Linked DNA regions of Danio rerio: region 1 is linked to region 2. Evidence: chromatin contacts called from public Micro-C data. All regions are on one chromosome and are shown on one strand. Each heading gives the region's core, a stretch centred on a gene start, on an enhancer-like site or on the middle of the called end of the contact. The rest is flanking DNA. Distances are from core to core; before and after follow the strand shown.

Region 1 (6,866 bases), core at 2,040-4,539, 49 kb before region 2:
TTTAATCAGTCGAACTGAAATGAAAACATTTGGATTAACCATCCTGAGTCTTACAAGCTCCTTGATTGAAAATTTACATGGTTGAAGTTGAGGGCTTTATCTGGTTTTGTGTGCGCATAACAATACTGTTCTGCTTATCCAAACATAGCACAATGTAATTACATGTATCCAGGCTTGTTGCTCTAAATCGTATTTGTGAGCTGTCATGCCGTCTCAGAGACTGCGGGTCCAGAAGCGTAATGCACTGTGTCATGACATTTCTGTCAACTTAACAGACATAGACAAGCTACGGTCCTGCAGCGCAGACCGACTGGGTGAAGCGCTGAATGACTTGTGTCACACTAGCCAGAACTCTATTACAGCACGAGTGTGTTTTGTTGATCTTGAGTCTCTGTTTATTTCCCTGAGATGGTCTGGCACACTGTTGGAGTGGTAGTGTCTTGAACAGAGATATAGCAGAGAGGATGTCATTTGGCACTGATTCACGAGGCCTGCTTTGAATCTAATTGTTCATGAGCCTGGAGAGAATAAAATGACAACTTACAATGGAGTTATAGAACATTTATAGTTATAAAATGTATTCCACATACATATGCAAAACAGAGTTTTAAAGAAAATATTCCCACAGTTTATCATAATATTTCAGTATAATATTCAGTATAATAATTCAGTACACTTATTATTATTTTTTCTTTAAAATCATAGCATTTATTTTAATATACACTCAATGGCCACTTTATTAGGCACACCTGTCCAACTGCTTGTTAACACAAATTTCTAATCAGCCAATCATATGGCAGCAACTCAATGCATTTAGGCATATAAACATGGTCAAGACAATCTGCCCAAGTTCAAACTGACTATCAGAATGGGAAAGAAAGGTGATTTAAGTGACTTTGAACCTGGCATTGTTGTTGGTGCCAGACAGGTTGTTTTTCAGAAACTTCTAATCTACTTGGATTTTCACGCACAACCATCTCCAGGGTTTACAGAGAATGCTCTGAAAAGAGAAAATATCCAGTGAGCGGCAGTTCTTTGGGCGCAAATGCCTTGTTGATGCCAGAGGTCACAGGAGAAAGGTCAAACAGCTTCGAGCTCATAGAGAGGCAACAGTAACTCAAATAACCACTCACTACAACCGAGATACGCAGAAGAGCATCTCTGAAAGCACAACGCTTCGAATCATTAGCGGGTGGGCTCCAGCAGTAGAAGACCACACCAGGTGCCACTCCTGTCAGCTAAGAACAGCAAACTGCACAGGCAAACATTAGAAAAACTTTGCCTGGTCTGATAAGACTCGATTTCTGCTGCCACGTTCAGATGGTAGGATCAGATTTTGGCATCAACAACATGAAAGCATGGATCAATCCTGCCTTGTATTAATGGTTCAAGGTGGTAGTGGTGGTGTAATGGTGAGAGGGATATTTTCTTGGGACACTTTGGACTCATTAATACCCATTAAGCATCATATCAACGCCACAGCGCCACATTGCTGCTGACCGTGTCCATTCCTTTATGACCACAGTGTACCCATGTTCTGATGGCTAATTTCAGCAGGATAATGCACCATATCATAAAGCATGAATCATTTCAGACTGGTTTCTTAAACATTACAAAAAGTTCCTTATATGGCATCCACAGTCACCAGAACTCAATCCAATAGAGCACATTTGGAATGTGGTGGAACAGGACAATCACATCATGGATGTGCAGGCAACAAATCTGCAGCAACTGCGTGATGCTATCATGTCAATATGGACAAATATCTCTGAGGAATATTCCCAGTACTTGTTGAATCTATGCCACAAAGGATTAAGACAAGGCTATAACTTGTCATGGGTTTTGTTTTTGCCGCAATGTTTTTTTTTTTTGTATGCATTAACTACAATTTAATCAGATATTAATATTCCATATGCAGCCATTCCTCTGTGTCTTTTTTTAAAATAAAAAATACATTGTGAAAATGTGTATGATCAATTAGTCCCGACAGCAGGTTTTTAGGTCATTGTAACTTCTACAACTTACGTTAATCATGTTCTAACTTGATTTTATAAGTTACGCAAGCTGCTGTATGTCAGTTTAACATTAAATAAGTTCAAAGGACTCATAAGGTTAAATTAATTTAACCTAAAAATTTAAGGCAACCAGGATTTTTCAACTTTTACAGTATATGCAACATGCTAGAACAAATCTACATATATAGTATGGCTATGGAAGACTATTTTTAGTTTCAGGTTTTTTTTTTTTTTATTCAAATTTTTTAAGCATTGGTTTTGATGAAAAAAAAACAGGTTTTATATTATTATGTTTTATTAAAAATATTGAGATAATGTTATGTTTATTCTTTGAAGGTCTGATAACATTTATTTCTGGTTTAAAATAAAAACAGTCAATTCAAAACTTTAGTTTTTTTCAGAAAAATCACAACTGGTAAGAGTAGCAAATATTTTATTTAATATGACTGAAAATAAGAGTTATTCCACTGCTATTAAAACGTGGTTATCAAGTTTTCTAAAAATGAATATAAAAATAGTCAAATAATATGGCACCTTTCTTGCTATTTAAAGCAAAAACTAGGAATAAAATGAAGTGAAGACCAATAAAATTTAAAATAAAATATGTCATTAATAGTTAGCATGATGTTATCATGGTGCATAAAATGTGCTATACATGTACAGCACTAAACTCGCTATTTAAGTAAGATATTTAACAAAAAATATTTAGCAAAAACAACTTATTTTTGCTGCGATTTTGTATGCAATAACTACAATATAATCAGTTATTAATATTTCATAAGCAGCCTCCTGTGCCTCTTTTAAAATTAAACTATGAAACATGCTGGAAAAATCTACACATATGGCTATAGAAGATCATTTTCAGTCTTGATTTACTGAATTTACTTAATACATGGAATATAAAATATGTTATACATATACAGCATTGATTGTATGTATGAAGTACCTATACAGTATACAACTCACCTCACAGTCAAGGTCGCACTGGCTAACAAGTTAATAATAATCTAAAAAACAGATGTAAGTTATTGAGACGCTGGGAAAAAAGCAACTAGACTGATGGATGATGGTTCATTACAAAGCCTTGTTCTCCAATTATCTGGCTGTACTGACTCTGCTGATGATATACTGCACATGCCTTATCAGCCCTAGTCATATTTAACAGAAAGCAGCTATGTCAGTGTATCTGATAGGAACAATGTTTGTTTTACACATTTACAGTGAACTGGCATAATGTGCACGTGTGAGTAATCTCACCTCCAAGCAGCCCTACAGTTTCTAGCTTTCACAACAAATAGAGAGTTTCTTTGTAGGCTTTGTGGAGTTCTAGAAAGAAAAAAAGTGCCAAGAGCGTGATTATTTAATGCTGTCAATCACAATGCTAATGATATATAAACGGCTGCTTAAACCTCATTCCAATGACAACGCTTCTGGCATCCCTCAACCTCCTCCCTCACTTCACCTTTTTTCCCTATAATTAATCAGGTCCAGGAGAGTGTTACAGCACCAGCAGAATCGTCTCACGTTCAAAGCTCTTCATTCCGGACAGCCAGAAAAACCTGTTTGGCTCTCAAATCACTGTTAAAGGACTAATTCACCCGGAAATGAACTTTATATTATGTTGTTCATGTGTAACTGTAATTTAAGCAGGACTGGGGTTTTCATAACATTAAGCTATTACTAGGGGCCTACATACATTCCTTTGGTTTGGTAAGAATGTGTTTAGTAAACAAATACAGTGTGTTAACCACGACAAGTCAGGGATTTAAAGTTTTGAAAACAAATGGATATTCATCCTTAAAACGTAAGATCGGTCTTTATAGGTGATGCATGATCAAAATGTAAGTCTCTCTTTATATTAGGTGACCTGAACTACTATGTAGTTGCATTAAAAAATAAACATAAAGAGCATACTGTGTTTACAATACATCACAGAATACTTCTGGTGGTCTTTAGGTGGGTTACGGGTAGGGTTAGGAACAGGTTTGGTGTTATGGGTAGGTTTAAGGGTGGGTTAAGGTGTAACGGATGGTCAACAGTGTAATTCCCAAGACAGGCTCATTCTGAATACCGTACCACTATATACATTTCTAAAGAGTACTAAATATGTTCTAGGAGCTATGTTTTTTTTTGCTGTTTCTGTTTTAGCGAATCTGGCAGACGCTGCTTTGTATGCTTCTCAAAAATCAAAGCTCTCAAATTTCTGCTGTACTCGCGTAAATTCACCAGAGCCTGTTGTAAAAAGACTGACTGATTGACTGACTGACCAATTGACAATCCCACCCACCCCCTTCCTTAAACCCAACCGATACTGCTTTAAAAAGCACCGATTGACCAGTGCCCACCCACTTCCCTGAACCCAACTGACAGTGTTATGAAAAGCAACCCAGAAAAAAAGCTCTCTTATATAGCAGGCTTTTACGCAGCGGATGTCCTTCCAGCCGCAACCCATCTCTGGGAAACATTCACTCACACACACACACACACACACACACACACACACACACACTATGGACAATTTAGCCTACCCAATTCACCTGTACCGCATGTCTTTGGACTGTGGGGGAAACCAGAGCACCCGGAGGAAACCCACGCGAATGCAGGAAGAACATGCAAACTCCTCAAAGAAACACCATCTGAGCCGAGGTTCGAACCAGCGACCCAGCGATCTTCTTGCTGTGAGGCGACAGCACTACCTACTGTGCCACTACGTCGCCACAGGAAATATATAATATTTAAAATTGGGGTAATTTAAGTAGGAGTATAAAAAGTAAATGTTGTTTTGATGTTCTAGTTATAGCAGAAAATAAACATGAATGAACATCTCAGTGTTTTAGTCATGGAAAGACATCAATAAAACACTGCAGCCTGTAAACAATATGTCACAATGCATTACATTTACCTCAGGCACGTCGTTAAATGTACATGGCTTGAGAAATTAACTCAAGTGAACAGCATTTATCTAAATGTGTGCACTTTATAAGCCTATACTTTCACCATTTTACCATTTTTCACGTTTAACATTAGATTAGAAGTTAATCTATCATGAAAACAAATGATCGAAAAAGTACTGTCTATACCATTTCAACAATGAATAAGAGCTGAATATGTTATTATTAAAATCGAATTTGTAATTTTTTAGTTAATTTTGTTTTGTTATTGTTAATATATTTATAAATATTGATCAAAAACAATTAACAGGTTCTCTTCCTATAAAGTCAACTCTATTAGTTCATATGTATTTTTTATACTGAATTTTGTCTTTAATTTAACATAATTGGGTTAGACTTTATTTTGATGGCCCTTTTTGCACATTTTGTTCAGCTACATGCCAATTAATCCTCGTTTGACTATAAGAATACTGTCTGCTTAATAACTGCTCCTTCAACAGGCATTTACCTGACTATAAGAAACTTTGCAAGAATATGTCAACTTACACTAACCCAAACCCTAAACCCAACCTAACAGTCTACTTATATTCTAAAAAGAATTAGTTAGAATGTAGATGCAATGTAACTTAAATTCAACAAAAAGCGTTAAAATAAAGATCATCAGAATAAAGTTAAACCCATAGTTGAATTTAATTAAAAACACTGCCAAAATTTATCCAGTAAATAACGGCTCAGTAAAAAAAAAAAAAATACTCAACCATCATTTTGTGTACTTACACATACTTTACAGCTATTCATTTTTATTTTTATTTTACATTAAATACAAATAAAGTCAAACAAAATCTATTTGATCATAAACAGCGCTATACAGAATCTGCGGACATTTTTTGCTATTTTTGCATTGAAATTTAGTAAGAATTCAGCTCATTTATACGAAATGATTTTGGGAGTATCACAACTAAAAACATATTGTATGAAATAAAACTTTGTGCTGGATAAGTTAGCGGTTCGTTCCGCTGTGGTGACCCCGGATTAATAAAGGGACTAAGCCGAAAAAGAAAATGAATGAATGAATGAATATAACTTTCATTTTATGTTTTCAATGCAAATCCAATCCACTTATAGGGTAAACAAAGCAAGTTTCTCATATAACATATCAAGTCAGAAAATATTACTTTACAAACTGTAAAGTAAATAAATCAAATGAACGTTTTCATATTAGTCAATAATATGACTGAAATTCATTTAAAAACTGAACAAATATAAATTTACAGACATTTACACTAGTAAATAAATAGACTTTATGATGGGCTAACAATCTGTGGATTTCTGTGCAGGCAGATTCTGTGTGAGCCTAATCATGACTTACTATCTTCTGTGAAACCTTAAAAATGAACAATGCCATGCTTCAAAAAACAACATTGAACACTGTATAAACAAATAGAAAAGACATTCTTCAAATTATTTCTTTTCCACATAAAATACATACAAATAGGATAATAAAAATGAAATGCAGTAAACATTCATTTATTTCCACAGTATACATCATCATGTTGTGCCAAAATAATTGTACTTTTTACATACTTTTCTATACTTGCCAGAAATTATACAGCAATGCAATAATAAGGATGACATGAAACTCAACAACTATTAAATATGTCATGATCTGCCAATTTGCGATTAGAATCAGCAAGGTTTATAATTATGAGCAGATTTGTCTCGAAAGCAAAACACAACAAGAGAAGAAAAAAAAAAAAGATCACTGGGCTGAAAACTAGGGTGGATGGCCGTGGGTGGGATCCACAAAGAGTCTGTTGGATCACTCCAGCACTCCAGGACATGGCTAGCAGTGCCAGCAGTCCGAAACCACTAGCGATTACATCAGCTCTCCTGAATATTACACACTCTTTCACTGCACGCTATCAAGCCAAAACCCAACAGCAGGGAATGTAAAACTAAG
Region 2 (7,368 bases), core at 2,938-5,437:
AGTGTGATGTTGTGCTTTATCAGATTTGAAGAGGGCCATGTCGGGTGAACAGCATTCAGAATATTAAAAGAATTCCTTCGCTGACTAATTCATTGTCGAGTGTGTAAACAGAAAGATATTGAGTTTCAGTGTGGTGTTTTCAGTGCTGACTTTGCACCCATGTTTAGTTTGGGCTTATTAAACTATAATGAAGTCGCACCGAAGGCTAGATGGAAAAAGTGTGATGGCATTATACACTTGACTGGGATATTAATTCTTTATAATGCATCGGCGGAGGGCAGCAAAACAAATTTAATTAAAACATATTTTAACATAGTTTGCAGCTCTTCAGTGCTATACTTACAGTTCATGGGCTGATATCTCAGTCAGAGAGCAGAGAGATCAAACGGTTAAATAGAACTAATGCTGGCAGCAAGGCAGAATAAAAGCCTGTCCTTCAGACATATACTTCTTATTCACTTATGGTTTTATATAAAACTTGTGTCGTTTTTTATTATTAATTTATTTTTTTCATACCTGCCAATGGCCGGCAACTTGAGAAAATCTACTGGCCATGAATATTTTTATCCACCATGAAATTACATGTGCTTTATTGTTTTATTAAAAACAAGTAGGTCAAATTGGAGTGACATGTCTATTTGCATGAGTAATAGCAGCATTATATTGCAGCGTTATATATAAGGTGTGATATTTGCAGTAAAATCTTAAAACACAGAATTCACAGAGAAAGTATATGTTAACATTGTCTTGAATCATCTGTTTATATTTTCAAAAAAACAACTAACCACATAGTTATAGGAGCAGAAAAAAATATCAATCTGTAAACATTTTTAGATTTTAAATGAGGAACATGTGTTATGGATGTGACGGAAAAAGTTTACTGTATATAACTTTACTTTGTAGAAATTCTGTGAATTAAACTGCCTAACCCAAAACAACCCAAAATAATTAACGCTAATCGAAAGGAAAAGAGTCGGCTCACTATAGAACAAAAACAAATCATTTTATTTATTTATTTATTTATTTGCATTTATGAGGAAAAAGATCCATGATGGATGTGACAGATGTGAAATTGGCACTTGTGTGATTTTAGTAAATCAATTATAATAGTTAAAACATTAACAGAGACATTTTTGAGTATTTTTAAAGCATGTAAAATACTTGCTTGCACAAAAAACGCAGAAACAGTTTCGATATTTTGGCGAAAACTTAATTTTTTTCATGGCAAGGTTGACATTTCCATAGAATTGCTCCACTATAAATAAATAAATATAAATAATTATATTATGGAATTATAAAGCATTTAATATTACTACTTTTTATTGTATATAAGAATTATTAAATTTTTGGTATTAATATTACTATTATTATTATTATATAAAATACTCTTTTGTTGACAGCTGTAAACCCTTCTAATACAACGTATAAAGATGTTTGCCTCGCTGTAAATGATGCAGCGCATTAAATATTTATAGAATAGAGAATATGCATATTAATTTTGTTTCAATACAGCAGTTATACCACACCACGTTACAAGACACTGCTATTTATTTATAGTTACCGGCCAACTGGTAAGTGATGCAGTTTCATAAACGAATTGACGCTGATTTCTAACTCACATTTGCCTCTTGACAAGCATCTTTTTTCAGTCCTGCCACATTACATATTTTAATTTAACTTTAGAGTCTTTGACTACTATGGATTTATTGTTTGATATAATGTATTGTACTTATTATGTTGCTATATTGCAAACATTACTTTTTTTGCAGATGGGATAATTACAACAGTGTAATTACAGATGTAAATACAGAAATTAATTATCTGTGTTACTGTATTTCATGTCTTTATAACAAATACAATGTGCTCAAATTCAAAACAAACACTAATACATATGTTCATTTTAGAACAAAACACTTGCTTTTCTATAAAACAATCTTTCGGTGCATCTTTAAAATTTTAAATATTTATCACTGAATTAACGGCAAGGGGCTATGTCCACTGATTTTAAGCTTCTTAAAAGCCAGCAAACAATCAGCAGACAAACATTCCTCCTGAGGTCATTTTCATGATTATGTACCGTGACCTGATTGTCTATCTCGTGTGCCTCGTAATTACAATGCCTTTCAGACACAAGCAATGAGCAATACTATGAACGCATTTAGCCTCTGACATTAGGACAACAGGTCAAGACATTGTGTCTTGCTTTTGTATTGATTTGATCAATTTTATATCTTTATCAATATGAATTATTTATAATAACTCACCTAACACATTTTTTCTGAAGGTCAAAATGACATCTTGTAATGTAGCGTTTAAGGAAAGCCTAAGGCACTTTGCTGATAACTAAATGGCGGGCTACAGAGCCATTAACAGAGGCATGTGTAATCTTACAAGCACAAGTACTACACTCTCTGCATGTGGATGATTAGGTTGTTCCCTCACTGTGCATGTCCAAGTCAGCAGCTCTTGCAGAAAGAACACACAGCACAACAAAAAAAAAAAAGGATTTACAGTGAAACGATTGTGGCACAAAGGTAATGCATTTAAAGCACTGTTTGTTAATTAAATTTATTTTTTCCTGCTATAGTTTGTACTAAACTATTAAAGCTGGTTTGAATTAAGCCTTTATGAAGGTGCTGAGAATAACATCAAATCAGTTTTGCTTCAAACTATTCAGAATAAGAACTTTAGCTTACATTTGTTTGTTTGTTTGTTTGTTTGTTTAGAGAGAAGTCAAAACTGGGCATTTTATGACCCTAATGCTAATTAAATCAAATCCAATAATACTACAAATAAATTAAAATGAACTAAAAATTTTAATTGAATAACACTGCTGTAGTTTAATGGCCTTGCAGATGAGTCACAATGATGTACCACACAATATCTAGACCTCTCACTTGTTTGTAACAGAACCGCGTGACCCCACAAATAGCATTAAATCACAATTGAAAAGCTATTATAATATAATTGATGGGATCAATTTACACTTGTCTCAGTTTATTCACTAACATATAGTGTGACTCCAATAAATCTGAGACGGTTCACCAATGTGACACTTATTGCTGTTATGTCAACTAAACAAAACTTCTTAACAGACCAGCACCATCTCCATATCAGACAGAAAAATGTCCGAAATTACTTTAAAGTTAGTTTTAATAGATAAAAGACAAAGATATACGATAGATTGATAAAGTGATCGGACGTGCTTTAGTTACGGAGGCAATGCCCTACATTTCAACCCTGCAAACAGTGCGTGTTTAATGTGTATTAAAATGTAAAACATTTACTCATCACAAATTGCATCCTCTGACGTCTACGAAAATTGCGCTACCACTTCTAGTTGTCAGAACTAGTTTTGGTGCTTTAAACAACTGTGCTGTCCAAAAATCAAAGTTAGAATGAATTACATATATACAACGTGCTACTTTAACCAGACTGTCAACATGTTCAAAAGCAACACAATGAAACATTAGAATCAACAAAAATTCAATCGCATAAGTTCTGAAGGTAAACTAGCTCTATTCTCAAGTTGTGAACTTCTGCAGGTGACCCTTTCAGCCAATGAATCCTGAATATCCCTGAGTGAAAGCTTAACGGTTTCCAAAGTTAAGTATACACAAAATTTCTTTACTTTAGCGCCATTATAAGCTATCGGTCTTTTTTCAATAGCTCCTCCAAAGACATTTAACAACGCCCGGGAAACAATGATGAGAGACTCGGCGCAACATTTGCCAAGTGTCAAAGTGAACTGAACCACGCACGAGCTCTTCTACAGAGAATTACGAGCACGATAAACAGTGTTGTCCTTCAGTCTGAAGGCACGACTCGGGACAAAACACTTCGAGCTTGTTGCCGACCATTGAGACACGCACATGACAAACATGTTTAAGCTTCCCAAACGAATTGTAACGCGTTTAATTTGCGCTCATCCAATCTCACTCCACGACTCCCTCCTCTCTTCTCTCTCCCTCTCTCTGAGTCCGCTGCTGTGTAACATTGTTACTATTTTTGCGACTCACCTTTTTTCTCCGTGGTCCCCCTCGCTGTATATAGATACTGTGTATCAGTGACTCCCGTGGATACACTGTGACATAAATGTATTTTCAGTCACATTGACACACGGCTTCTATTTTCGGGAGCTGAGCTGACAAACTCAGAAGAAGCAGCAGTCGCTCTTGTCACAACATAAGCTCCTCCTCTAAATGACGATAACTAGACGGAGTCAACCTCATACGGCAAGCCGTTTTAACATATGTTATATAGGCCACTGTTACTTGTGTGTTACAATTAATAAGATCTGAAATTACCAGTTTTTTTTTTAAGTTTTACTTGTAACTGCTCTGTTGTCACAAATAAGCCTCCTAGTGGTTTTAAAATATCCCTACTGACAGTCTGTGTAAAATTAAGATTTACAATGTTTGTTTGCCGGTGCACATTGTAAGTCATTTTGCTGGTTTATAGCCTACTTCTGCGTTGGGTGATCGGCGTGACCCATGGTGCCTGCCCTGCACGTAGCTGTGCATTTATACTTCATTGTGCTGTTTGTGTTGCTCTACAATAACATCTGCGAAAAGTTAACTGGCAGTAAGTTTTTATGTTCCTCTGTGTTGAGTTTTTTCAGGAGTATTTTGTTTTTTTCTGAACGAAGAAGCTAAAACTTGCTCATTTAGAGGCTCAAACTAGCGTGCAACAACTTTAATCATAAGGTGAACACAAAACAAACATTTCCATCTGGAGCACCTTCACGGGACTTCACACTTGTAAACAGCTCTATCGGTCTTGCGGCTCTCAGCACTGCCCACGCTCATCATTGCTACCAAAACGACCAATCACAGAGCTTGTGCTAAGAGTCATTGCAACGTGTAGTTACATTTTTTGAGAGGTGTGCTTCAGCGTCGGCCACAGCGAGGGTTATGTGACTTTGTGAAGGCTGCACCGGACCATACGCAGATTGAAGTAGAAGTATAAATTAGCCTTTAAGGTGAACAATGAATCAGTGCAAGTTAAATCATTAAACAAAAATTGTTTGATAATCTTCAGTGAAAGTCTGACCATCTGATTCCAAGTTTGGAGTGGCAGTCCTTTTCAATTTAATGGCCACACCCCTCTTACCATTAGTTTGCTACAAGCCACACCTCCTACTCAACATTTAGTTTCAGGTGGAAGTATCAAGTATTGTTTCAGTATCAACATTCTGAAATAAAGGTCTCAGTAACTTACAGTTTACTTTAATTACTAGTGCATTCAAATGACTAGAATGTATTTCAGCTCTATTGTTGCATTATGAATAGGGCCAGACGGAATTTGCGGACATTTTTTGCTATTTCTGCGGAGAATTTTGGTAAAAATAAGCGGATTTCTGAAGAATTATTTTGGGAGTATCATTTACTCTAGTAAATAAACAAAATTAACGATGGGCTAAAAAATCTGCAGAAAAATCCTAATTATGGGCCTAATTATGACATACTAGAACCTATTTTTGAAATACTCTCACATTATAAATAAATCACTTTTCTTTTCTTTAGTCTTAGTCCCTTTTAGACCAAGTTTACAGAGCATGATTTTCATATTGCTCGGATTGCTTTTGTTTTCATACTGCATGACTATCCAGGGTAGCATTCAGGTGCTGCTGTGTTCATACTGATGGTTCTGTGACAAGAGAATACTGCATGGTGACAAATAATCGCAGACAACTCTGGCTAACAAATGTACATGTGAAGTGATAAAATCCCTCAAGATCATGTACAAGATTGTAAATGGTACCCTGCAAAAAAAATAAAAAATTTAAATAGGCAAATAGACCATTCAAATCTATGTAAATACCGATTTACAATAACATTTTAAGCAAAAAACAAAAAAGAAAAGAGTTGAAGGTCAATAAATAATTTAGCAAAGTAATGCTTCTGCGACTGATCAAGCAAATGTTTCTTTTTTTGTTCGTGTACCCGAACTCTCCGCTGTCCTGTATACTGTTCACTCATTGGCTGATGGTCATCGCTCATGTGTTTTTCAGTCAGAAAACATTTACACAGCTTGATTTTGAATCACCAACAGGTCCTGATATGTTTAGCATGGCAAATATTTCACAGGCATCTGCGATTCTCTCTGATAGCAAAATTCAGAGTTAAAACCATGCAGCGTGAACTGGGAATTTATCAGGAAGAACATGCAAACTCCAGACAGAAAAACCTCCTGGTCCAGCCACGACTTGGACGATAAAGTCTAAAAAGGATACATGGCTGGGTTTAGGATTTGGGTGGAGGTAGACATTAATAAAATACAATTATTGGGAAATTCAATAAATAATATAAATAATTTTGTTTAACTTCTGGTCGCAACCATATCTAATCTAGTTACAACTGACTTGTACTCGGTACCTTCTTGCCGTTAGGCAACAATACTAGCTACTGAAACACCATGTCAGCCAATAATCGAATGCTTGCATGCTACAGTGACAATTTTTTACTACGTAAATCACAGATTTTGCAAAGAGATTCAAAAAATACTATAATTTATGACTCTTGCATGAAATAATCCAAATATATGTATTTGAGTTATAACTTGTGGTGAGAGATGGCACACAGACCCTTGAAGGCCAGAAGAGGTGCTGAAAGTTGTTGCAATGCACATGCATTGAAGGCCTGTTTAAAAAGTATACTTTAAATGGCTGTGTTTGACTGTGAGCAATGTCTACTTAAAACTTCAGTTTTAGTTCAGTATACATCGCAAGAGATGCAAATTAAGAGACCATACACAAGAGGAATAATACAGTTTTTGAACTCAGTTTACAAGGTGTCAACACTGAATCAGCCATTGTTTCAGTCTAAAACAAAACATAAGAACAAGTACAAACTCCTAAGAATGTAAAAATAGTAGACACAACTTTGAGCACTTGTATGAGGTGATTACAATCTATTTTAATCAGATACAAACATATTTTTGTAGCTCAAAACATGTAGAGGGAAGAATGAATCAAAGAAATGAAGTGAATGTATAATTTAACTGAACTGTATGTGTACATTAAAAATTATACTTTGGACAAATAATTATCAGAACTCGTTAGTTAGTGTCTGATAAATAATTACTACTCTCTCTCTCTCTCTCTAACGTGTATATATATATATGTATGTATATAACTGCTACTACTGAGTCTTGAAGGTCTATCTTTTGGGTTTACACATATACAGATATAAGCACTAGCCTAATACAATACAAGTCAGACGTGAACCTGTAAAAAACACCTATTTGAATACACAGGCTACTTGTCCAGACATATCTAAACCACAGATCTATTTCCACAGAGTTTAATGGAAAAACTATATCAGTTTGTTTTGGGATTGTGGTCACCAGCAAAGAACAACTATTGTT

The links. Hi-C and Micro-C count contacts between places; a contact is called where the count stands out from the background.
Region 1: a contact with region 2 is called in a Micro-C map of caudal fin, with 1.8 times the contacts expected there. The contact joins the enhancer-like site here to the promoter of mef2aa in region 2. A contact is called at or near these places in 2 of 18 Hi-C or Micro-C datasets (caudal fin and hematopoietic stem cells).

Annotation. Positions count from the first base shown.
Region 1 is chr18:24,631,609-24,638,474 of GRCz12tu, reverse strand. The region is part of intron 2 of mef2aa (myocyte enhancer factor 2aa); the gene reads right to left. Among named protein-coding and RNA genes, the nearest start is that of mef2aa, 49 kb to the right of the region's middle. Within about 2 kb of position 3,289, at least 7 of the 62 cell types and tissues checked have an H3K27ac peak or open chromatin away from gene starts, as enhancers often do. A contact at or near this core is called in caudal fin, where this site is marked.
Region 2 is chr18:24,582,804-24,590,171 of GRCz12tu, reverse strand. mef2aa (myocyte enhancer factor 2aa) reads right to left here and starts at 4,187. Exons shown (of 10, transcript NM_131301.2): 1 at 4,020-4,187.